Linked DNA regions of Gossypium hirsutum: region 1 is linked to region 2. Evidence: chromatin contacts called from public Hi-C data. All regions are on one chromosome and are shown on one strand. Each heading gives the region's core, a stretch centred on a gene start, on an enhancer-like site or on the middle of the called end of the contact. The rest is flanking DNA. Distances are from core to core; before and after follow the strand shown. Region 1 has its middle 44 kb from the start of LOC107916784. Region 2 has its middle 29 kb from the start of LOC107917362.

Evidence for each region. A called contact is a pair of places that touch in the nucleus more often than the background predicts.
Region 1: a Hi-C map of leaf shows a contact between it and region 2, with 1.8 times the contacts expected there. The contact joins two enhancer-like sites. A contact is called at or near these places in 2 of 34 Hi-C or Micro-C datasets (both in leaf).

What each region holds. Positions count from the first base shown.
Region 1 is chrA01:42,149,460-42,155,124 of Gossypium_hirsutum_v2.1, reverse strand. No RefSeq gene overlaps it. Among protein-coding and RNA genes, the nearest start is that of LOC107916784, 44 kb to the right of the region's middle. Within about 2 kb of position 3,199, at least 7 of the 9 cell types and tissues checked have an H3K27ac peak or open chromatin away from gene starts, as enhancers often do. A contact at or near this core is called in leaf, where this site is marked.
Region 2 is chrA01:41,865,059-41,871,433 of Gossypium_hirsutum_v2.1, reverse strand. No RefSeq gene overlaps it. Among protein-coding and RNA genes, the nearest start is that of LOC107917362, 29 kb to the left of the region's middle. Within about 2 kb of position 2,798, at least 7 of the 9 cell types and tissues checked have an H3K27ac peak or open chromatin away from gene starts, as enhancers often do. A contact at or near this core is called in leaf, where this site is marked.

The DNA.
Region 1 (5,665 bases), core at 1,950-4,449, 280 kb before region 2:
TCTCGAAGGTAGCATACACTACTAATAGGACCTTTGCATGCCAGGTGTTCGGATTCACAAAGAATTCATCGGGGATGACTTCTCGAATTGCTAGATCCCCATGTGGTGTTCATTCAAGCTACATTAATGTGATAAGAACATTAGTTATATATACTACTAAATACGAAATCGACTACGTTAATATTATATAGTCCAAATTGAAATAAATAGATACCTCTTCTTCTGATCATAGGTCTAATAGAAGCCGTATATCTTGTAGCTCAATAGGAAATCCCACGTGACTTGGCCCATGGTTCCACCTATTTAAATAACTTTTTAACATAATAATTTAAATTTAAATCAATTTTATTATGGTAATATCTAATGAATTTTACCTTGTTACGAGTGGCAATGTATATATTTAGTTTGCTTGAGGATGTAAAAATGGCAACCGATACCGTGCCCATGATTGCAGTAACAGAATGCAACCACCAATTTTGGTTTTTCGTGGTTGCATCACCCGATACATCTCCCGGTATAATGTCACAAACACAGCAGACCCTCAACTTAGTTAGCTCGCTCCTCTAAAGTTTATGAGTTTCAACAGCCACCTTAGATGGACGAGTTTTCGTGACTTGTTTGGCATTAAGAAACCCCCGATGATCTAAAGGATGTACGCCCAAGCGTGTCATTCTTTTTTGACTTCAGTCAAATCCTCATCCAGGCCCAACGAAATTTCTTCATAATCAACTCATTTTGATCCAACCTTCGTAAATCGTCTTCAGAACCGAACCCAAAAGTTCACCACATACGCCTTCCTAATCAACAGAGTGAACAGACCCGATGACTACCAACCCATCCACCAGTAACCCTAACTATAAAAGCACATTGTCCAGAATGATAGTACACTCACTACATGAAAGATGGAGTGTATGTCTCTTGAGTCTCCACCTCTCCAACAATGCGCTTACGAGTTTCGGGTCCAACTTACACCTCTAACCTACAAAGGTCACGTGCCAAAAATCGACTTCCCTCAAGTACGGTTCGATCAACAGTGATGGAGGAACGAGTAGATTACGAATATGGCATTGTAAAATTCGATCTTCTGCCTATTTACGTAAAAAATTAAAAAATATTAAGTTAAAATATAACAGTGAAATAAAAAAATGAAACAAAATTAAAATTTATTAAAAAAATTATTCTTACCATTTGCAATTGTTTAACAGAAATGTGCTTGTCTTTATAATGGATTAGAGAACCGACCATTGTTAATTATTTAACACGAATTAATTTTTAATAAAAAATATTTTCAGAAAATATTAAAAAATTTAATAAAAAATATAATCTAGATAGAAATAGAATTTAAGTAATAAATTTAAGAAAGAATTTTGAGAGAATTTCGAGAGTGGTTTGAGAATTTTGAGAGATCTTTTAGGGAATATTGTGAGAAATGAGTAAGGGTGGGGGGTTTATAGTTTTTTTACCATTGGGAGGGCAACAGTTATTTTAATTAGCCATTAGGGGGAACGTGTCCAACTGAAAGCATTTTACTGGTAACACGCGGAAAGCGCTTCCAGCTGGAAGCATTTTACTGGTAACACGCGGAAAGCGCTTCCAGCTAGAAGCGTTTTTCTACATTCCACCTAAAAATGCTCCCAACTGGAAGGGTTTTCCCTAAATCAACCTATTCCTGTAATTTTTCCAAAAATCGGCCTAATCTAGTAATTTTGAAATATTTTCGGCATTTTTGAGTAATAAAGTTCATATGATAGAATTCAAACCTACACCAATCGCATTAGTAAAACCTTTAATTTACCATTAACTAAAGCTTTATTTTGAGATATTTTATACATTTTAATTTTATTATGCACACACTATTATCTCCATCAATTTTTTTTAGTATTGTTTATTTTATGTATTTATGTGTTTAACTTTTGTTTTACTCATAATTTAATCTAATTTTTTTTATTTTAATATTGTACACATTTCATGTGTTATTTTGATTTATTAGTTTCAAACCATATGTTTTATTATTTATTGTATGTTATTCTTAAATATACATTTATGTTCTAAATTTATGGTTTTTATATATATACATGTGTGATAGGATTTTTGGTATATTTTAATTAACTTAATAACGATTACTTGCATTAATTACTTATAAGAAAACATAATTTTTTCAAATAATAAAAATAATTAAATGCATATATTCAAGTACAATGCTCGTAATTTAGAAAACTAATATATATATATAGATATATGTAAAAGTATATGTTTGAAGAAACTTTTCAACTAATAAAATTTTCTTTATTGTTTATTATATTACTAAATTAACATTAAAAATATATTAATATATTACTAATTATTATGTGATAATAACAAAAGTAAGATTAATTAACATTATTATATTAATGTGAAATTAATTAACATGGCAATATATTTTTAAATTTCAATAGAAATAATAACATTATTTTCATATATATTATTAATTAATAAATTATTATAATATTAAAATTATTAAAATTAATTATATATTTTATTTGTTTTTAAAATTATTAACGATTAATATTATTTTTACTTAACTAAAATTACATTATTTAATAAATTAATTAAATGATTAAGCAGATAAAATCTCGTTAAATATATGTGACAACAAAAATTAGTGATTATCAAAATAGTTAATTTTTACTAATTTGTCAAATAAAAAGAAATCCAACTTGGCCTAATGAGTTTAATTTTTTTAACAAACGAACAGTATTAATATATTTAGACTAAGACTTTGTTTAACAATTTATTGAAAAAATTAAATCCATTGTAATTAAATATTTTCAATAATTTAATATTTTAAGTACGTGTGATCATTTGTGGTAGAAAATAAATGATAGGATTTTTAATTTAAAAAAAAAAGTGAAAAATGATAAGCACATAATGAGATACTTATTACTTAATGTAAAAAAAATTTCAATTATTTTTATTTTATTAACTAAAATCTTTAAATTTCTAAAAGGTACATCTATCATACAATCCAATTCTATTTTGTACTTAATTTTAAAAATTATACTAAATAAATTTTATAATTTAAATTCAATAGTTAAACTATAATACATAATTTTTCAATTTATCAAACACCACCTAAAACTCCCATTATATTAGTGTTTTCATCCGGTGTGTTGGCCTCCATAGTACAATTTGCTCTCCACCTTAGCTCACTAGGCTGTTTAGAGCAGCTTCAGTTGAGGGATGGTGCCTCATTGGTTCACAATTTTTGACTGGCCATTAGCGGAGATAGCACATTTCCAATGGAACGTTGTAATTTTTATTTTATTGTTCCCTTACTTTTAATTTTAAGTTATTATCAAATAAAATTGAGAACTAGAGTCTGCCTTGTAGCACGAATTAGGGTTTTTTCTTTGGTCTGTTTTCTAGCATGAATAGTATTCTTTAGGGTTTGGATCTTGCTGCCGCCTTGAGGTATGACATGGATAATATTGATCTGGTGGATACAGATCTTGCTAATCTCAATATTATGGGTGAAGAGGAAGATCCCATGCTGGTTTTGGGAGAAGATACTGCTGTGGAACATTTGTATAAACTGTGCTTGGTAGGGAGAGTTCTTACTGATAGTATTGTGAATTTTCCTGCATTAAAAAATACTTTAGCCGATTTATGGCACCCGTTGAGAGGGGTGACCATTACTGAGATGGAGGATGAGAGGATTTTATTCAGATTTTACAGTGAAATTGATTTGAATTGAGTCCTGGATAGTCTACCATGGTTTTTTAATCGCCATCTTATTATCTTTCACAAATTAGTAGGGGGTGAAGACCCTAATTCAGTTCCCTTTTGGCATACGATCTTTTGGGTTCAGGTACACAATTTACCTATGGGTTACACATAAGAGGAAACGGCACGTCAAATTGGAGATTTTGTTGGTAAATTTGTGGAATATGATTCATCATTGATGACAAGAGGGGTTAGTAAATTCATGAGAATTAGGTCTATAATTGATGTTCGTTTACCACTTAAAAGGAAGAAGTGCATAGGCATTGGGCAGAATAGATTCATTTATGTTTTATTCCAGTATGAAAGGTTGTCACTTTTTGTTTTATTTGTGGCCGACTGGGTCATGGTGAAAATTATTGCAAGGTCAGATTAAGAATGGGGAATCAGCATATGGAATTTGGATGGGATTTGACATTACGTGCTGCACTAAGACGAGGAAGACAAGTAGTGAGCAAGTGGATTAGAGAGGAGTCAGATATAGATAAATGGCAGGACATGAAAATAGATAGGGAAAGAAGCGTAAGGAAAGCTGGAGGGGAGGCTACAAATAATAATGAGGAGAAAGAGGAAGTGGGCCCCTGGGGATGTTTCACACGATAGCTTAGGAAAAATCTGAACATAAGGAGCCAAGTTATTACGATCCAGTTGGAGGTAAGGGGGTAGAAGAGGATTCAGAAGACATGTTAATGGAAATCGTGGATGGTAAAAAATGGCAAAGGATTAATGTAGAAAGGGGAATCTCTAGGGATTTTAGGAAACTATCGAAAGAGGGTTTGGAGAACGATATATCGGCGGCCACTCATAAGGTGGCTGACCGGGCATAATGAAATTTCTTAGCTGGAATGTTCGTGGGTTGGGGCAACCACGGACAGTTCGACGTCTCAAAAACAAATTGAGATATATTCGACCCCAAATTTTGTTTCTTATGGAAACAAAGGTTTCGAGCAAACGAATGGAGGCAATAAAAAGGCAATGTGGCTTTTTGAATGGAATCGACATAGATGCAATTGGCACGAGAGGAGGATTGTCATTAGGATGGAAAGAGGGTTTGAATTTAACTTTGAAAAGCTTTTCAAAATCTTACATTGATGTGGAGGTGGCGAATGAAGATGAGTTAGATACATGGAGGTTTACAAGATTTTATGGAGCGCCAGTGGAGCAAGAAAGAAGAGAATCATGGGACTTACTAAGATTTTTAAAAAGCAAAAATAACAAGCCCTGGCTGGTTACCAGAGATTTTCACGAAATTTTTTTTTCTTTTAAAAAGAAAGGGGGAAGAATTCGGGAGGAAAGACAGATGGCTTCATTCAGGGAGGCAATTGAATACTGTGAGTTATACGATTTGGGGTTTTCGGGACAATGATACACTTGGGAAAGAGGTCGTCTGCTTGACAACAATATTAGGGAGAAACTTGATAGGGGTAGCTAACTCAGAATGGTGGGATCTTTTCCCAGGGTATAAAGTCTGTCATTTGCAACACAATTTTTCAGATCATTGTCCAATCATGGTAGAAACCGGTAGGGAGGAGGGATTGCGAGGAAGGAGACAACAAGGTCATTTTTGATTTAATGCAGACTAGATTCTGGAGGCAGGATTTGAGGAGCGATTAAAATGGGAGTGGAACTCAAATAATCTGGATGTGTTGGAGAAACTAAAGAACTTGGGGTTAACTTTGAGTAATTGGGTAAAACAGGAGAAAACGCAGACCGAACGACGAACGAAAGAACTAAATGATAGGTTGAGCAAATTAGGAGCAGGCGAAATTAGTGATAAAGTGTTGGAGGAAATTACAAACATTAAATTAGAGTTGAATTTTGAAGCGGATAAGGAGGAACTGTTCTGGGAACAAAGAGCAAGAGTTAATTGGCTTCGTATGGGGGATAGAAATACGACATTCTTTCA
Region 2 (6,375 bases), core at 1,549-4,048:
TAGCTTAACCTGCGTACGGAAACAAATCGTACGCTGAGTATGAACTCAATGGTATTTCTATAATCCGAACACTTAATAAAATAAAAATATAACAAACACTTAAAATCATATAACAATCATAACTATTCAATTATTTAATTCATAGATAAATTTATTGTAACTTATTTCATTCTTTTAACTTACTAACCTATATAGCTTTCCACGATTTATTCACAAGTCATTAAACAATTATAATATTCGCTTTTATCCAATCCAGAGCTACATAATTCATTTGTCTCAATCATACTTTAGTTCACGGTTTAATATCAATAAACTATATTCAACTATTCACTTTTCAATCAGTGTTCTGTACATATCCATTTCAATAACAGCCATTACCATTCATATCAAATCAACTTGCTATCCCAGATAGCTTTCACTGTATAATACGATTCGTGTGTTTCAGTCCACATTTCAATTCTTCATTCAGTATCAATTTGATCACTGTTATATTTAATAACCCCTATTAACATGACTCGGACTTAGACAGATACACGGATCCAACCAAACACACTAGAATGGCACCCAGTGCCTCATCGGATAGTTCGAAGCAATATAGTGACACCTAGTGTCTCATCGGCCTAGCCAAAGTAAAGTGGTACCCAGTACCTCATCGAATCTATCCGAAGAAATATAGTAACACCCAGTGTCTCATTGACTCAAGGTCAAAGAATCCCTGAACTCTTTCAATCATATGGCATGCCAACTATATCCGACTTAGCCCGATACTGTTAATAGGGTATTTAATTCGCGTATGACCTCAATTCAATCATAATTTCTTACATTTTCAATTCAATCATTCTTCTACCTTTCAATCAATATTCAATCCATATATTGACACATTTCTACAATTACACACTTTTTCCTTCAATTCAATATACATCTCAATCCAATATCAGAAGATTATCACTTACCTTTAATTTCTTACCAATACATTTATTCAAAATTCAATAATCATAATTGCACAATATCACATTCACACACACACACACACACCACACACACACACACATATATATACATATAATCCGATTCAATTCAATCAATATAAATTCAATAAAATTCATCACATACCAAATCAATCCATTTCCATTATAAAACATAATAATTCTCACTTCAATATTTACTAAATGCATTAAATAAAAATATAATAATTAATAACTAGGTTCGGATTATAGAAATACAAACCGTAATTTTTTAAGCTAACCCTCGTCAACTTTGCCTTGTCCTTACTCAGCCAGATTTTTTGAAATAACGTTAACTATTAAAATTTAAAGCTTCAAAACTTCAATTCCTCCTTTTTTTTTTCTCTTTCTCTTTTTCCTTCTTTCTTTCCCTTCTCTGTTTTCGTTTTTCATTCTGTTTCTTTTTTATTTCTTTTACTTTCGTTTTATATATATATATAATATAACTATAATAACTATAATAAAATATCTATTTAATATCCAATATCTATTTTACATTTGTATACATATATATTATTACACTTGTCTTCTTTTTCTTTCTTTTTTCTATTTATTATATAAATATCTTTTACTTAATAATAATACATATAATTTAATAATATACTTATTTAATAAGTAAATATATATGTATTTTACAAATGTATGTATATTAGTATCACATATGTCACCATATGCACCATATATTTGTCTTACTTTTATTTATTTATCATATAAATATCTTATAATATAATTATTTAATTAATAAATATCTTTTATAAATAATAAATATCTATTTAATATCAAATACATGTATTCCAAATGTATGTATTTTTATTAACACACTTGTATCAAATCATTACCATACACATATCTTTATTTAATTTATTTCATAATATAATATCAATTCAATTAATAATAATAACATTAATAAATATCAATTATAAAATCATAATAATAATTTATTATACATATTTATGCATAAAAATCAAAGATTTTTATGAATTTGTCGCCTCACTTAGGACAAATGGCATAATTCTATTTTGGTCCTTTTCATTTTCTTTTAATCTATAATTAAACTTTCACACTTTATTCAATTTAATTCTGTTATCTAATTATCCTTAATTTAAGCTAATTCACTTCATTAAACTCTAATTAGCCACTCATTTGACTTTATAAATATTTTTAATAAATATTTACGAGTTTATTTTTTAAAAATAGTAACCTAAAAATACACTTTTTTCGATAACTGTAAAGTTCGAGTCATTAAACCGTGAGTTCAAGGCAAGTCAAACTCCAAACTACGTTTGTTTCCCAAAAAGTTAAAAGTATCGATTGGTCTGGGTCATTCACTATTCACCAAGTCTTTCCTTATAAAATGGTCAAATTTCAGGCCGATAAGGGAAGTAAGTTCAAGGTAAATGGTCAACACCTTCAACATTATTTGGCTAGTGTAGTCAAACGGAATAAAACTTCCCTCACTTTAATGGACTCATAAGTTATTTATTTATTTAATTTCTTTTAATAAATAGCTGAATTTTTTTTAAATATTTTGAGCAGCCAATATAAAAACAAATATATATCTATATACATATATACATTTATGCATATATTTACATATATATATTTATATTTATTTTTAGAGTAAATAATAGTTTTTTGTTTTAACCTAACTTCCTTTGTATTAAGCTGTGTTTCCTTAGGTTAAAATTTAACCTAGTTTTATCCTTATAAATTCACTACCTTTACGCCCTAACATATCATATACCACCAACCTTCTGCAACCTTATCCTTTCAAAAAACATTTTTTTCGTTGCCTCCTCCTTAAATAACCATCACTACTGGCCGAACATCCCTCCGCAACCAAAGCCGCACATCACCACACCACCCTACCTGTACCCTTCGTTGTTGCAACCCTTCACCGCTAGTCACCTCTCACTGTCACATACCCTGGTTGTTGCACCACCAAATTCCATCCTTTGCAACCCCAAAGAACCACACTCCCAATCACCCTAACCAACGCCATCAGACCACCACTTCGTCGGCACTACCACCATTACTGAACACCTCATCGACTCGAATCCCATCAATTTTCCACAACTCTCGAGCCTGCACACCAATTATTCGTATAATGTCTCGAAAAAAGAAAAAAGTTACACATCCTAATCCGATGATCTCCAAAGTTGATTCCATATCGGAGAAGCAAGGGAGAGGTTTAAATTTATCTTCAAAAATCAACCGATGCTTCTGGACAAAGGATTTAGCTTGACAAATGGTGCCTGCACAACAATGCTACCAATCTTCAAAAGACAATATATGCATTGAGGTGGAATTTATTTTATGATGTCAGACCACCTCTGAAAGAAGAATTAGTTTAGGAATTCTATGTGAACCTGACTTTATCCACTGCAAAAGAGGTATATGTTCGAGGAAAGAAGGTAACCCTAACCTCGACTTATATTAATGATCTGCTTGAACAACCTAACATCGATAATGACGATTATATTGCTATGTTGAAAAATGTTGATTGGGAGATGCTTAGGGAAGTTCTGCAAGAAGTTACGGTTCCTGGAACCAAATGGATAACTTCAAATTTTGGTAATATTATTTGCTGAAGGGAGTTCCTAAAACCAATAGAAAATGTTTGGTTCTATTTCCTTTTAACTTAGTTTTATGCCTGTCTCACATAGTTCTACTATCTCTATGGAACAGATGCTCTTGTTGTATGCTATTATGACAGAAAGGTTCATTGATGTTGGAAGAATCATCCTTAAGGAAATTCAGAAGTGTACTGCAAAGCAAGCTAGTTATGTCTGTTTCCCATCATTAATCACTTTACTCTATCTACAATCTCACATCCCTCCGAAGATCTGATATAGCCAGAATAGTAGGTGATGATGCTAGGTAGAAGCAAGCAGAACCATTTGATGAACCAACTAGAGTAGAAACGCCCAATTATCCAGATATGTCGGAATCAGTTCTTGAACTAGAACCAACTACCTATCTTGACTTTGCAACACCAACTGAACCTGTTAATCCCGGGTGAACTGCTCCGACACCTACCTTTCCATCATCTATCACTGTTGCATAATTGGATCAATCCACAATCATGGACATTCTACAACACATGCACCCACAACAAAAAGCATATTGGAGATATGCAAAAATACGGGACGACTCAATAAGGGGTGCATTTAGAATACTCTCACGTAACTCGTTTGACTTTGTGCCTGATTTCCAGATTTTACCTTTGATCCTTGGACTCTAACTCCGGATACTAGGCATGATGATTTCACCACTCCGGAAAGACGAACTAGGCGCAAAGACGGTTGTGAAGAAATGGAAACAATATTGAAAAGTGAGGATGCTAGTAAATAAATAAATGGGGTTTCTTTTTCTTTATTATTTTAGGATATTTTAGGTTTAGTTACTTTTTAGATATTTTTGCTTTCATTTTTCCCTTTTTTGCATAATAAAATTAAGTTAAATTCATAAATAATAAAGAGTTTATTATAGTATGCTTATCATAAAAGAAGAAGTGTGGCAATGTGAATGTGCATGTCTAAGATTGACTCTGTCAAGGAAAGACTAAATATTTAAGAAGACAAATAAGACTCACTTCCCTTTCCTAGGACCTTACCTGATGCACAATTCTCATTCACTTCTTTATTTTTTGTCCTTCTGATTGATGCTTTCAAACAATGAGGACATTGTTTCTCTTTAGTGAGAGGGGGGAGGAATATTGTAATATGAGTTAATTAATTTTTTTCATGAAAGTATGTTTTAAGTGAAATTTGCTTAAATTTTAAAATTTTGCTCAATAATACTAGTTTTAGCGTATGCATTGTAGGAATATTCTGTAAATATTTTAGGAATATTTTGTAGATATTTTCTTTATTAAAATCCCTTATTTTAAGGGATCATATCTCCTATTTAGTATCTTTCCTAACTTAGAGTTTCCTAAAGTAGTGTCATAGGTTGTATATAAAAACTCTGATTTATGTTCTATTTAGTATAAAAAATACTCTGATTTCTACATGGTATCAGCTTAGGTTACGATTTCTTTTTCAACCTAGACCATGTCCGAAACTCCTTCTCCTACTTCAGAGATTACTTCAAATCCAGAAAATATTTCTGGTTCCGATGCTCCATCAGATTCGTCTGGTCTGACTATCACCTGCCATCGATTGAATGGCAACAATTTTCTTGAAGGGTCTTGTGAAGGTAATCTGGTCATAAAAGATCCAGAAGGTAACCTTTCTTCTACTGCATTTTTCTCCTCCCAGTTGACTCCTAATTGGATCCTCGATTTTGGTGCTACGGATCATATGACTGGTAACAAGGCATTGTTTCACAATTTTTTCCATACCTTTGGTAAAGCTGTCAAAACGGCTGATGGTACCTTGTGCAAAATAGAGGGACATGGCACTGTTATTCTCAATGAACAGATTGCACTTAAAAATGTTCTCTTTGTACCAAATCTGGCGTGCAATCTCATCTCTGTTAGTAAATTGTCCACAGACTTGCACTGCTCTGTAATTTTTAATGATCGTGATTGTACTTTGCAGGCACTGAACTCGAAGAAGATGATTGGTAAGGCCAGCTTGCATAATGGTCTCTACATCCTCCCTACCTCTCCTAAAATCGAGATCTCCAAGTCATTTACCGCTTTAGGAAAAGTTGATACTGTTATGTTATGGCACTTTCGTTTAGGCCATCCTAGTTTCCAATACCTTGCAAAATTGTTTCCTGCTCTATTCATTAATAAAAGGCCTAATTTTTTTTCTTGCAAAGTTTGCTCTCTTGCCAAACATACTAAATCATCTTATTTTCTTTCTACATACAAGCCTTCTTACCCTTTTGCTTTGATCCATAGTGATATTTGGGGCCCTTCTCGGGTGAAGAATGCTGATAATTGTAAGTGGTTTATCACTTTTATTGATGATCACAGTAGGATAACTTGGACTTATTTGCTGAAAGATAAATCTGAAACTGCTAGTGTTTTTGTGCAATTTTATAACATGGTTCTCACTCAATTTGGGTCTAAAATCCAGCTCTTTAAATCTGATAATGGCAGTGAATTTTTTGCTAGGTCTTTAGGTGATTTTTTTAAGGAAAAGGGCATAGTTCAGATTAGTTCTTGTGTTGGAATCCCACAGCAAAACGGCGTTGCCGAAAGAAAAAATAGGCACCTTCTTGAAGTTACTCGTTCTCTTCTATTTACCACTAATGTTCCTAAATATTTGTGGGGGGAAGCCTTATTAACTGCCACATATTTAATCAACCGGATGCCTAGTAAGGTTTTAAAATTTCAAACGCCTCAATCTATATTTTTGCAGCACTTTCCTCATTTTAAGCCTATCTCCTCCATTCTGCCACTTAAAATTTTTGGCTG